Regions from separate parts of the Zea mays genome. Here region 2 is linked to region 1. A link is a contact called in public Hi-C data. All regions are on one chromosome and are shown on one strand. The core of a region is the stretch at or near the end of the contact, and the rest is flanking DNA. Distances in the headings are between cores, read along the strand shown. Region 1 holds the start of LOC100283523. Region 2 holds the start of LOC100273738 (MYB transcription factor).

Evidence for each region. Hi-C and Micro-C count contacts between places; a contact is called where the count stands out from the background.
Region 2: a Hi-C map of leaf shows a contact between it and region 1, with 5 times the contacts expected there. The contact joins the promoter of LOC100273738 here to the promoter of LOC100283523 in region 1. A contact is called at or near these places in 7 of 25 Hi-C or Micro-C datasets (bundle sheath, ear, leaf and 2 more) and 1 of 3 datasets of contacts at active chromatin or transcription factors (seedling).

What each region holds. Positions count from the first base shown.
Region 1 is chr8:174,301,640-174,307,592 of Zm-B73-REFERENCE-NAM-5.0, reverse strand. LOC100283523 reads right to left here and starts at 4,069. Exons shown (of 2, transcript NM_001156423.2): 1 at 3,651-4,069; 2 at 217-1,186. The coding sequence starts at 3,920. The coding sequence ends at 452.
Region 2 is chr8:174,520,129-174,526,525 of Zm-B73-REFERENCE-NAM-5.0, reverse strand. It overlaps LOC100273738 (MYB transcription factor), which reads right to left and starts at 4,729. Exons shown (of 2, transcript NM_001148147.2): 1 at 4,227-4,729; 2 at 2,647-4,019. The coding sequence starts at 4,686. The coding sequence ends at 3,274.

The DNA of each region.
Region 1 (5,953 bases), core at 2,820-5,319:
GCGAAGCAACAAAGCATCCGATCCGATCCGATCATATGTCTTGACACCAACTGCAACAATTGACAAAAGGTAAAACCTGCAGAAACACAATTTTGATTCGGTAATTCCGGGCTGCAACGACGACACGATAACGACAATATGAGCACTCACCATCAGGGTGTGGGTGTCTGTCTCGTGTGAAGGGGAGATCCAGCATAAGTTCACACACATTAAAAAGGACGGGGAAAAAGGGGTTCAAAACCGCCACTCAGACTCTAGTCTCTATGCACTTCGCACATGACAGTTACACCAGTTAAAAGTTCTTAAACCCATTCAGTTCAGACTATGCATTTCGTATACGGCGTTCAGAACCGGGGAAAAAAAAAGAAGAAGGCATAACTCCACTCAAATGGTGGGCAGTTTCTGTTTGTACGGGTCTAACTCAGTTACAGAATGATCAGAAAGTGCCAGACTATTCTTCTTTCGCTGACCCTTTCTCCTCTACAGAAGGAACCTCCCTTCTGGTGTCGCTTCCTGAAGCCAACTCCTGGATGTCCTCCTCACAGGGAGGTGCGCTCGGTTCAGCTTTACCAGCTTCTTCCTGGTTATTATCTTTGCTCGGAGCTGCTTCACGAGCAGGAGAATCTTGTGAATCGCTATGTTCTCGAGCTGCGGCATAGCTGGCAAATGGAACCCCAGTGTCCATCAAGCTGGCAGCTATAGCAGCATTCAGATCAGCCTCTTCTTGCTGCGCTGCGATCATGTCCATTTCACTCATCCCTTCTGGTTGTTCAGCAAGTAGAGGGGATTGTACCTGCTCAGTAGGTGGTGTTTGCACCTGGTTACAGGAGGCTGTTATCCTCCGGGCGTCATCAGGGGTAAACCATTGACCGAAACCGTTAGAGCCTTCGGTTGCCATAGGGCACTCCTTGGGGAAATTGCCTCTAACTGCAAATATACTCCAGCCTGACCCCTTCAGGGTGTCAATGAAAGCTGAGAGGTAAAACTTCGACAGGTGCTCGGGAGCTGGGTAGAGACTATTAAAGTTGTACCACTCCCCGTTCACCTTCCTCATGCAGAACCAGTGGTCCTGCAGGTGGCAAATGAAAGCAACCTCCTGCTCTGGGTCAAATAGGGACGACCCTGCAGCTGGGGAATCAAGGGGTATAACTTGGAGATCCCAAACCTCCAGCGCCTTCTGCAAAACCTATTTAAAAGAAACCTATTCAGACGAAATGGATAAAATCTATCTGTGTAATAGACTGGCACCATATTCAGATGAATTAGGTTAATGGAGCGCATAGACTTTACATGTGGACATGAATAAAAGCAAGACTCTTGACAGCATTTCAGATTCATTACAAAGATACATGCATAGATGATGCTTTCATATCAAATGTAGTATAAAGACTGAGACAAACAAAGTGAAGAATCACAATTTGTGTATTTCACCGCATAACCACATCCCATCTGTCCAATTTCAGATTGGCTATCTCCAGCAGCACTCCTATCTCATACCCTACCTTGCCTCCTATTTCAAAATTCACTCTACAAACAGTAGATAATAGTGTTTTGCACGACCATATGCACAATCTGCTGGACACAGCCTAATGTGCACCTTCTTAAAAAATGTACTGCAAATATTTACCCATTCCATGACTCTACGAGTGTGCCAGGACCCATGACTAAAATATCGCAGCTTTGGGTTAGAAACGAAAACTTAATGAATTCATAATCATCTTTCCCCCATTTCACATCCAAATGTGTAAAGTGATAATCAGAGGATCTGACCAGGACACTGCAGTTATAAAATGCAAAGATGAACATGGTTCAATGAAGAAAAAGAGGAAATAGCTAATTGCTCCATATAATGGCTGATAAAATAGAAAGTGCTAATGCAAAGATGAACATGATTCAAAGAAAAAAGGGAAATAGCTAATTCCTGCATAAGTTCGGCGACCCTTCTATACATTCTGAAGGCTGAAGGAGAAAACTTTAAAAGAACTGGAGTGCCTCCATATTGCAAAGTGGCATATCAGGATAGCATTAAAGCATATTCACAGAAAATTGGTGTCAAATTAAAAACTTTATGGAGACATGCACAAACGACTATAAATATAAAAATGTGTGAAACATCATAATATCAGCAACATCCAAAACAGTCGGCATTCACCGCTATTTGTGCTCAAATTCATTGTTTTATGACTGACAGGTATGGGTTTTATCTACAGCATCATTCTTTTCCTTCATAGTTTCCATCTGTCCCTATTTAAGTCACAGCATGGATTGATTGGCTCAGAAACGTACATCATATTTATTTCATCCACGTCATTACAAAAATTTGTCTTAATGTAATTATCTGAATTAAAAAACATGTGTATATGTATATTGTTATACGTGAATTTACAACAGATTCAAAGCACAGATACATATCATATTTCCCCATTGCAGAATAGTAGTGTCTGCCAGTGTCCAATTTGGCAAATTATTGGGAACACGTCAAATACCACTTGGAATCTCAATGCTGGGTGTCGGAATCCAACCTGGCCAAAAAAAGAAAGGGCGTGGCTAAATGGGTATCTGCTAACACTGATGGCTATGCAATCATCTGGATTTTAGTGACTTGTGAAACTTTTCAAAAATCAGATGTCCATCGACTTTTCTTTCGAGAATTGTTTATGGAGCAGCTTAAATTTAGAAATAGCATTTAAAACCTTAGAACTGCTAACCTTTACATGGCTATCAAGCTTGATCATATTCCCAATTCAAATTAAAGAACAACTACAGTCAATTGTCATAAACTGTAAGAAACTGAATTCATTGTTAATGTCAGCAATTCAGTACACGACAAAAATCAAGCTATGTTAGCCAGATAAACTATTGAATACGTACATTGATCATATATTTTTGACAGTGTAACGACAATAGAATACGTTACCGCAGCATGCAAGCACATGCATTGGTGCAGGCCAGGTACATAACATAAATTGACACAAACCGCTGTGAAGACGTTTGCTGTTGTTCATACAAGGCTTTCCGTTAATCATTTATCCCTAGTTGATTATTAAATGCACACGTGTGGTCTATAACTTTGCAGAAAACAACTACATCTGAACTTTTCAGTAATGCAGAAAAAGGTACAATCCTATATCAAATCACCTGTAGAGAATCTTGCAAATTTTAGTATTATTTATCCATCAGAAACCCCTTTAACACCTAGCAGAGCACGCTTTTGAACGCAGGAAGTTGCCTAAGTACCATTAGGATTGGAATATGATTGCATCATCTATGTTCAAGGAGAGAGTCTCTAATCATGCAATCACTTGATAAGTATTCCTTCACATGACTGGGATGACGCATTAACTACCTAATTTTCTTTTCTTCTATATGTAGGCTAAACCCTGCTAATTTGTAGCAAATCCATCCTATTGAAGTATATACCGCCACATTTAACCTAGAATCTTCGACTAGACTAGAAGGCAATCGACGATCTCCAAGCAGCAATGCTCGAGCAAAAATCCCCTAAATTCTAGGCAGAGACCTTAACAGACAACCAACTCGTAACCGTGCCCACGGAAGATATGATCTACGCATTGGTCGATCTAACCGAGCCCAAGAAACCTAAATGGATAATTTTTCATGAAGCCTAGACCTGGAGGGTCTGGACTAACCTGGATGCTGAAATCGCCGCCAAGGGAGACGTTGTGAGATCCCTCGCCCTCGGCGAAGAAATCCCCTGCAGCAGCGTTGCCCGCACCGGGGCTTCGGGAGCCCTCGAGCATCACCAGGCGCTCCCGCTGGTCGAGGTCGGCGGCGAGCGCGGCGAGGTCGAACTCGGAGAAGAAGGGGCCCTGCAGGGCGGTGTTGACGCAGTGCACGGCGCAGAGCTTCCCTTCCTGCACCTCGTGGTAGAGAAGCCCGCCGTTGCTCGCCGCCTCCATCGCCCGCTCCAAAACCTTGCAGAAGCTTCTCCCTACAGTGCGGTGCGATTCGGCCCTTCGCCGCCTCGACGGGTCACAGATTCAAGCCAGGATTGAGGAGGTAAATGAAACCGGCCGACGGGGAAAGGTAACGCAGAGGAGCTGTGTGCCTGACTACCTGTGTGGGTGCTTTTTGCGTGGGTCGTGTCGTGTCGTGTCCGTCTCGGTGGTGACGCGGACTCTCAAAACTATCAAAAATGCCTGATGGCCAACAGGCCGGTCCGACACGGCACGCAGGGCTTCATAGGCGTCCTTACGTGGTCCAGCCTTCGTCCCTGGCACAGCTCTACAGGCTGGTTCGTGCATCGGCCCACTAAGCACGGCAAAAAAAAAAGGGCCAGGTCAATCTTTAGCCCGACAAAAAATTCAAGACCTCCAAATTATGGTAAAACTATAGTTCAATACACAACAGATATGATAAAATATGATAAATAAGTTGTTTTGTGCAATATTATCTTATTAAAATCTTATTAGGTAAAACTCACTCATGAGAAACTCTAGAAAGGAAAAAAACAGTGACGGACTCAAGCCCAGCTGTTCGGGCTCCTCTATCGTATGTTCTGGATAAGTACACGTATTCAAGAGCAAAATACAGGTTGACGTGGTAAAAATTGCCAAGGTCTAGCTTGCAAAGCAAATGCCCAGGCTTTTGAACATTTCTAGGTCCCCCACTCCATTGGAAAAAAGAGTGCAGCCAGTTCATAATTAAGTCCTACAAACCAGTGTTCAAATTTGTTAAAACCCAAAAGTACATACCAAAATTATCCAGTCACTCTCACTCAATCTCTGTCTCTCAACTTCACAAAAGCACATGCACAGACCAGAATAAGCACCCGCATTAAGTAGTAAGTACCAGAACTAGAACTATCACACAGTCCCTAAGTAGCAGAACCAGAACCACCACAAGCAGTTCCACTGTTACCAGCAATTCATTTTCATCAAGGAACAAGTTCTAAAATGAGTCCTCAAGCTCTGAGTTGTCAACAACATGTTGCTCTCTCTTTTCTCCTAACTCCTAATCTTTTAAGCAAGTTAGTATCTCAACATTCTAACGCAACAAGTGTCGTCGCCATTCCTCAATTATATTGTCCATCAAGCTGAAACAAGACTATGAAGAGACAACAGACACATGAACAGACATGATATCTCTTACCATTATGGACATGATTGGATAAGTTAGCTTGTGATCACGCCACAAATATATCAAAATCATCCTCATAAGAAATGATATTGTCACTGTCTAAGTAGGGTGAGAGCTCACAAACAGCGGAGGAAAATGAAGCATAAGGGGTAGAGACAGGGGGACCAACAACACCTGAACTTCGGTCTCCAAATGTTCTTCCCCATGCTTGTTTTTTTACCTGTGTGGATCGAATAAGCCTGGACCTGCACCAAACTTATTCTGATATTTAGTAAACAATTTATACAATCATTTTTTCACATCAGCATAATAGGTATTGTACACTCACGACCAGTGCAGTCACCAAGTAAATGCAGTCGAAGACGATCAGCTAGTATATGCATCATGAAGAAAAGTAATAACGGGAGCACAAAACATTCTTTCATCTAATTCATCGAAATTGGGCATGAGTTTATTCATCGGATTTATTAAAACTTGACCCTTTTGAAGCTCTGTCCGCGTTTGGCGGACTCCGCGCCATTCGTCGCACGACGCGTGGAACTGCTCGCGGATGCGATTTTTCATTTCATTGCATTGGATACGACTTGTGTTCGCTTTCTCACCCAGTCAGTCACCCTCCGCCTGCGCACGCCTCGCGTTCTCCGTCTCGCCATCGCGCTGTCGCCTCTACTGCTTCGCCACGTCGTCACCTCTTTGCTGCTCCACTGGTCCCTAAAGTGCTGCTACTCCGGCGCCCTCTGGCAGCCGGTTGTAGGGGCACGTGGAGGACGCAGAATGGTCATGGTGGTGTGAGAGCACCTAGAGGGGGGGTGAATAGGTGATCCTATAAAACTTTAAACTTAAGCCACAAAAA
Region 2 (6,397 bases), core at 3,480-5,979, 220 kb before region 1:
AACACTACTAGTCAGTTTTTTGTTGTTGTTGCATAAATCGGTTTCTAGAAATTGGAAACAAAAACTAGATTTTAAAAACTAGGCCGCTTCTAAACTGTACCAGTCTGAATCAGGTGCTGCTGCTTATCGAGTTGGGTATCCCTATTAGGGCTTGTTCGGTTATTTTCAATCCATATGGATTGGAGGAGATTGATATGGATTGGGAGAGATTTTGACTTGCTAGGGATTGAAACCCCTCAATCCCCCTCAATCCATATGGATTGGGGTAGAACCGAACAAGCCCTTATCTGGTGGTTTCATCCCTGTCTGTCTGTCCTGTTTGCTATCGGCAAAAAATGACTCGATGTATGTCTGTTTGTTATCGGCAAAAAAAAAGGTTGAAGGAACATTGTGCCTAAACTGACCTCCACCTGATGAACGCAGACATGTAAAAGTTAAAGAAATTGACAAAACTCAGGCGGCGTTAGCAAAGGCCAAAGAGCAGTCTTGCAGTACATGACACATTCACTAGTCAGGAACTCAGGACCCAAACCCTTGCGGCAGACGCATTGAAACTTGAAAGCAAGACTACTCCTTCAAAAGCAGGACGATTTTTTGATCTATTCTAGTAATTACAAAGCAGAATATATGCTGCCTAATCAAAGCAGGGCTAATCAGCAACCAACCAAACATGATTGCTCTAACCAATTACCACGCACAGACAACCAGAGCATTTCATTATATTTCACTGAAAAAGAGCACTTCAACCTGATAACGACGAGAGTCGTGTTCCTGGCTGTCTGCAGCAAGCGTTATTAGGAGCTACGAAGACAGGAATCCTGCTTTTTCAGAGGCCTCAGCTACGAAGACAGACAGCACAAGCAATGTTGACACAGAGAAATCTGATCTCTGGAAAAGATAATTTGTGAAGGAACATAAAAGAGGATCAAACTACAGTAGCTGCCACCCCTATCGTTTAGGATTTATTCCCTCCGTCCTAAAAAAGTGCAATTCTCTCTTTTTTTTCAAGGAGTCAAACAATCTTACGTTTGCCCAAATCTATATAAAAAAGATATCATTAGTGAATCAGACAATTTTAAGTTTGACCAAATACATACAAAAAGTACTAATAGCTATGATGATGAATAAATATGATTAGTTAATCATAGAATATGTTTTCATAGTAAAACTATTTGAATACATAAATATTGATATTGTTTTCTATAAACTTAGTCAAACTTAACAAAACCTGACTTGGTTCACATCTAGAATTGTTTTCTTTTTTTGAGACGGAGATAGCATATACTCGTATAAGATCACCATTAAAATAACTTTGTAGAATATGGAATGCTCGCTAACTTTATGGCATCAGGAGATAACAGAATGCATGATTTAACATGATACTCTGAATCAATGCAAATACAGCGATAATAGTGCTGGATAAGAAATGATGCTATGGGTCATGAGTGCATAGAAAAGGCAATCTGCTTATTTTGTTCCAAGGTATGAGAAAACAAAAGGCAACATTTTTATTTCCAGAGAAAGCAAAGTGCAAAGCGAAGAAACTCGCACATGTCCTGAAGCATATAGCATCGAAGCCAGATTTTCTTTAGTGAACATAACCCAGCTAGAAGGTAAACAGAACGTCATGTTCACCAAAAAGGCAAAGAAAAAGAGCCACTAGAGATCCTGCCCCACCGCAAAAAAAACACGCACATACTCTCAGAATCACCAATTGTGACTGAGTATAGTCATGGATTAAGTAACACAAATTCAGCAATGTTGTGAAAAGATGCCAAACATTACATAAACATATATAACAAGTTATACTTTTTGACAAACAAAAAATGAACTTGGAGGCATGTGAATGCATATATTAAAATATCTCAAGAGCTATTTTTCCATATCACCTTTCAGGATTAGGTAATCGTAAGCTATACCAAACAAAATGCCACTAAAAAGGTGTGAATAGCATGTATAGCTACATCAGATACTAAGTGAAGGAACAGAACATATCTTCATTGACAATAGCATAATATGTTTCTAATTCAGAAGGCATGTGGAATTGTGGATTACACAAATGGCATTGCGAGATTTGTCGTTGCCTTAAACTATAGTGTGTATCACACTATCACAAATGATAGACAGAACTAATATAAAAGACAATCTGTACGAGAATCCATAAAACACATTCGAGTAAACCATATGCTGTTATAAGGAAAAGTAAGTCATATGTTGTATGAAAACTTGAATTACCATGCATAAGCTATCTAGATAATCATGACCCGGTGAAGAAAGTAACAAACAAGCAATAAAACAGCATGGAAATGACTTGAGGAACAAACTGATTGCAGAAGCAGACATCACAGGAAGAGCATTATCAAAACATTATTCAGTTACTACTTTATCTGCAGCAGCACAGCTCGATCGTCAGCAAAGTATAACAGCCATAAATTAGCAAATAATCTCTGTTTTTAGAAAGGGACCGTGGATCTTTTACACTACCTGATTTCGGGCACCAGCGATCAAAACCCACAGGTGGACTGTTCCCCGACTGCTTCCACCAAACGTGCTAAGCATGGATCTCCTAATTTTGTTTTCAAAGATATGGTTCCTTAGACAACAAGTCTATATTTTAGAGGCTTCTTTTACGTCAATGCCTGTGATGAACTGAAGACAACTACAAACATCAAATAGATAGCATGTGTTTTTCTACAATGAAATAAACACGGCCAATACCTTAAGCAGCACAGCTACACACGGTACAGTACAATATCTACTTTAGGCTAACATAGAATTATATTAAGGTGGAAACACCGAAATAAATATAAATTAATGCTTGCAAAAGAAAATGCATCGTCACCTATTGACAGTGAGCCCCAGGATTGTAATTAATGACCTGACATCACTATGTCTGAATATAGCAAACAACTACAGAATACTCCAGCATGCAAGTTCATAAGCAGGGGTGGATCCAGGACCAGGGCTGGCGGGGCTGCAGCCCCGGTCCAGCAGCCTAAGTAACACTTAGTACCATGTAGTGATTTCAGCATAGTAATACGAAGAAGGCCCACGATTACAAGATGCAGGCGCATAACAGCACAATGCAGGTCCATCAGTTCATCACCCATGTGCACGGCACACAGCAACCCACACGCGTTTGTAATTCGCACATTATTTACATGGTGGTTCCATTCATTCGCATTGCAGCCATCTCCAGCCTCCCCAATCCATAATTTAGCCCCTCATTTGATCTGTTTCTGGATCCGCCACTGACAAAAGATTCCTACTTTGTCAGGTTGGTGGAATTGATTGCATCAAGTTGCTGGAATCACTGCTTTGCATACCACTTCTCATCCAGGCAATGCTGCTAATTTCTGATACCAATGAAGCAAAGCTAATATTTAAAACAGGTGGATGACCTTCAAACTCACTGAACTCAGGACCCAGCAATGAGTTCTTACGATGCTGCTCATGAGCACCGCAGCAACCATACCCACATTTGTCTGGCACCTCAGCAGCAAAGCATATAGGATCAACAAACTTGAATACCTCGCTTTCAGGAGTCGAGACTTTATGAGTTGAGTCAAACATGACGACAGCACCTGGCATTTCTTGTTGGGTAGGTTCCGTGTGTCCTAGATAATATGGTCTGAAAGCACCAATCTTTGCCGCTGGTCGGGACAGGTATGGTGGATCAACGACTTGAGTAATAGAACAATGATCTGTGATGTGCCTTGCCCGAGGAGAAGTATCTGGAGCTGTTTGCACAGGATCATCCTTTACATCCATAGCGGTGAAGGAATTAAGATCGTTTAAAGGCCAAGGTTCTTCTGAAACTTCCCTGGACACCTTTGGGATACTTCGCTCCACAGAACCACCATGCTTGCATTGGCCATCATTGCAGTAGCGACGCCTCAGGGTGGAATTCCAGTGATTCTTGATGGCATTGTCTGTTCTCCCATCCAAAAGCTTTGCGATAGATGCCCACTTGTTCCCATGGACAGCATGAGCTGCCATTATAATGCGGTCCTCCTCTTCTGCAGCCAAAGCCAAAGGTAACAAAAAAAAGCAAGACATATACGCATATAAGATCCGCATGAATGACAGAATGCATCAAATCCATATAGGTAACCAGAGATCAACATATCACATAGATACTGCATATGTGAGGCCAAGCTTAGGTTTTGATACATTTATCATGGGCTCAAAATAGCAATGTAAGTAAAGATTGAAAAGGGCGGTACCAGTGAAAGGCTTGCGCTTGACTTGGGGGTCGAGCTGATTGCACCAGCGCAGGCGGCAGGACTTGCCGGAGCGGCCCGGGATGCCACGCGCGATCAGCGTCCAGTTCCGCGCCCCGAACTTCTCCACGAGGTTGCTCAGCACCGCGTCCTCCTCTGGGGACCACGGCCCCCTCACCCGCTCTTCTATCGTCGCGTTAGCCGCCGCCGCAGCAGAAGCAGATGCCGCGGCGTCCCCACCAACAGGAGCACCGGAGGCAGTGATCCCGTCGTCCCCTTCACCAGAAGGAGGAGGCGACAGGTGGTTTGGTTGGGGTTGGAGCAGGACCTCGGTTAGGGTTTGCGTCTCGTCGGCCACCCAGAGAGAATTGGAACTGGCCGCGTCGGCGGCGGCGTTCGGATCCGATTGCAGCTGCGGCTGCGGCGTCGTCGTCGGAGAAACAGCGGTTTCGGCGGCCGACATGGTGCGATGGGCACTTTGGTCTCTGCCGCTAGATGGTAGAGCGATGTTCCGGAGGAGTGCTGCTTCATTTCGGCGAAGGTGACATGTAGGTCCCACTGGTCAATCGTTTCTCTTTCCTGGACAATCTTTTTTATCAGTGCTGCTTGAAGCCCTGTTTCTCTGAGTAAATTGATTCATATCTCAAGTACGAACAAATCAATATCTAGATTTGTAATGGTCTATTAGATTATTCGAAAAAATCTCCTTGCATCTACTATATTCATTTCGTCTCTAATCCAATATTGAGTTTCTGCACTTAAATGTTTAAATATTTTTTTTATGAAGGGGCAGAGCCCCTATTTCATTAGGAAATAGGATAAATGACATTACAATCCGAAACGATGAGATATAACCCATCACCAAAAGAGCACCTAGTGGAACTAACTCCTACATACTATCATGCTAGATAAGCAAGGATCATCCTCCACTAACATCAGTCCAGGCGAAACCATAGTTTTTAAGCAGAGCTTATATACAACGGCGACGGGCCAGTGAGCAGCTACAAGCTAACACGCCAGATAAACCTAGATGACCAAAATGATATTCAAGCACTTGAGCGGCAGCCAACTACAGACATGCACCCAAAGTACCCTTCAACCAGAAATACGACGGTCTCTCGGACACCACACAAACGACCTACTCATTACTTCACTTGCTATCTTTATGATTAGTCGGCTTTCTTGGATCACCATCCTTTTTTTCCTACTCTCTCTAACGAATAGCCCAAGAATCCAGCCAAAAGCAAAAGCAAATATGTGTAACAAATGTTATAATTAGTATGATATCAGGACAACCACCGACCATTGTGTAACTACTCCACTTGATAAAAAAAGTAGTATAATATTTTGTCTAACAATACTAACGTGTTCTAAAATTGCTAGTCAATTTATTCAAAGATGGAATAAGTATATTTACATAGAGAGTGTGTCTTTTCTACTACAAGGCTTAGGCCTATGCAAAATAAACCGAAACCGAATTAATCCTTAGAAATTTCGGTTCTATGTTTGAGAAAACCAAAATCATCAAAATAATTTAGGTTCTAGACCTCAGAAAACTGAATTAACCGAAAAACAAAACTGAAAATCTATATATTAACCGTGGGAGCAAAACTCTCTCCACGTTAGTCCACGTCGTCCCTTTCTTCGTCAGTCATACCATATGCATCAAACGTTCACGAGCCTGTTTCATTTACGGCGACACGGTCATACCATACGGGATCCTTCCAGAAAAAACCGACATAACTCCATCCTCAGCTATCGTCGTCGGCACTGGCGTAGGCTCTGCTCGACCAACACGGTCGTGTGGCCGTGCTTCGGCCTTCGGCAAATCAGCGGCGCATGCGCCAGCCCATAGCAGTCGTCCTGCCAGATCCTAGGCGCCAGCCGTCATCGCTCTCACCCAAGCCACAACCAAGAACCAACCTCAGTGCCCTCAAGTCATTGCGCCCAGCGGCAGCAGGTCCTCGCTCGCCATCACTGCCTCAAGCGTCGAACTCAATCCCGCGACGTTCCGCGTCTGAAAGGTCCGACCTCTAAGCTCTGGGTACCGAGACCGCCCACGAGTCGGCGCGGCGAGCATATGGATAAATGAGAGCCTTGCCAGGCACGCGGTCGACGAGAGGTAGGGGAGAGGACAAGAAGTGTGGAGTGTGGACAGTGGGGAGGGAGGGAAG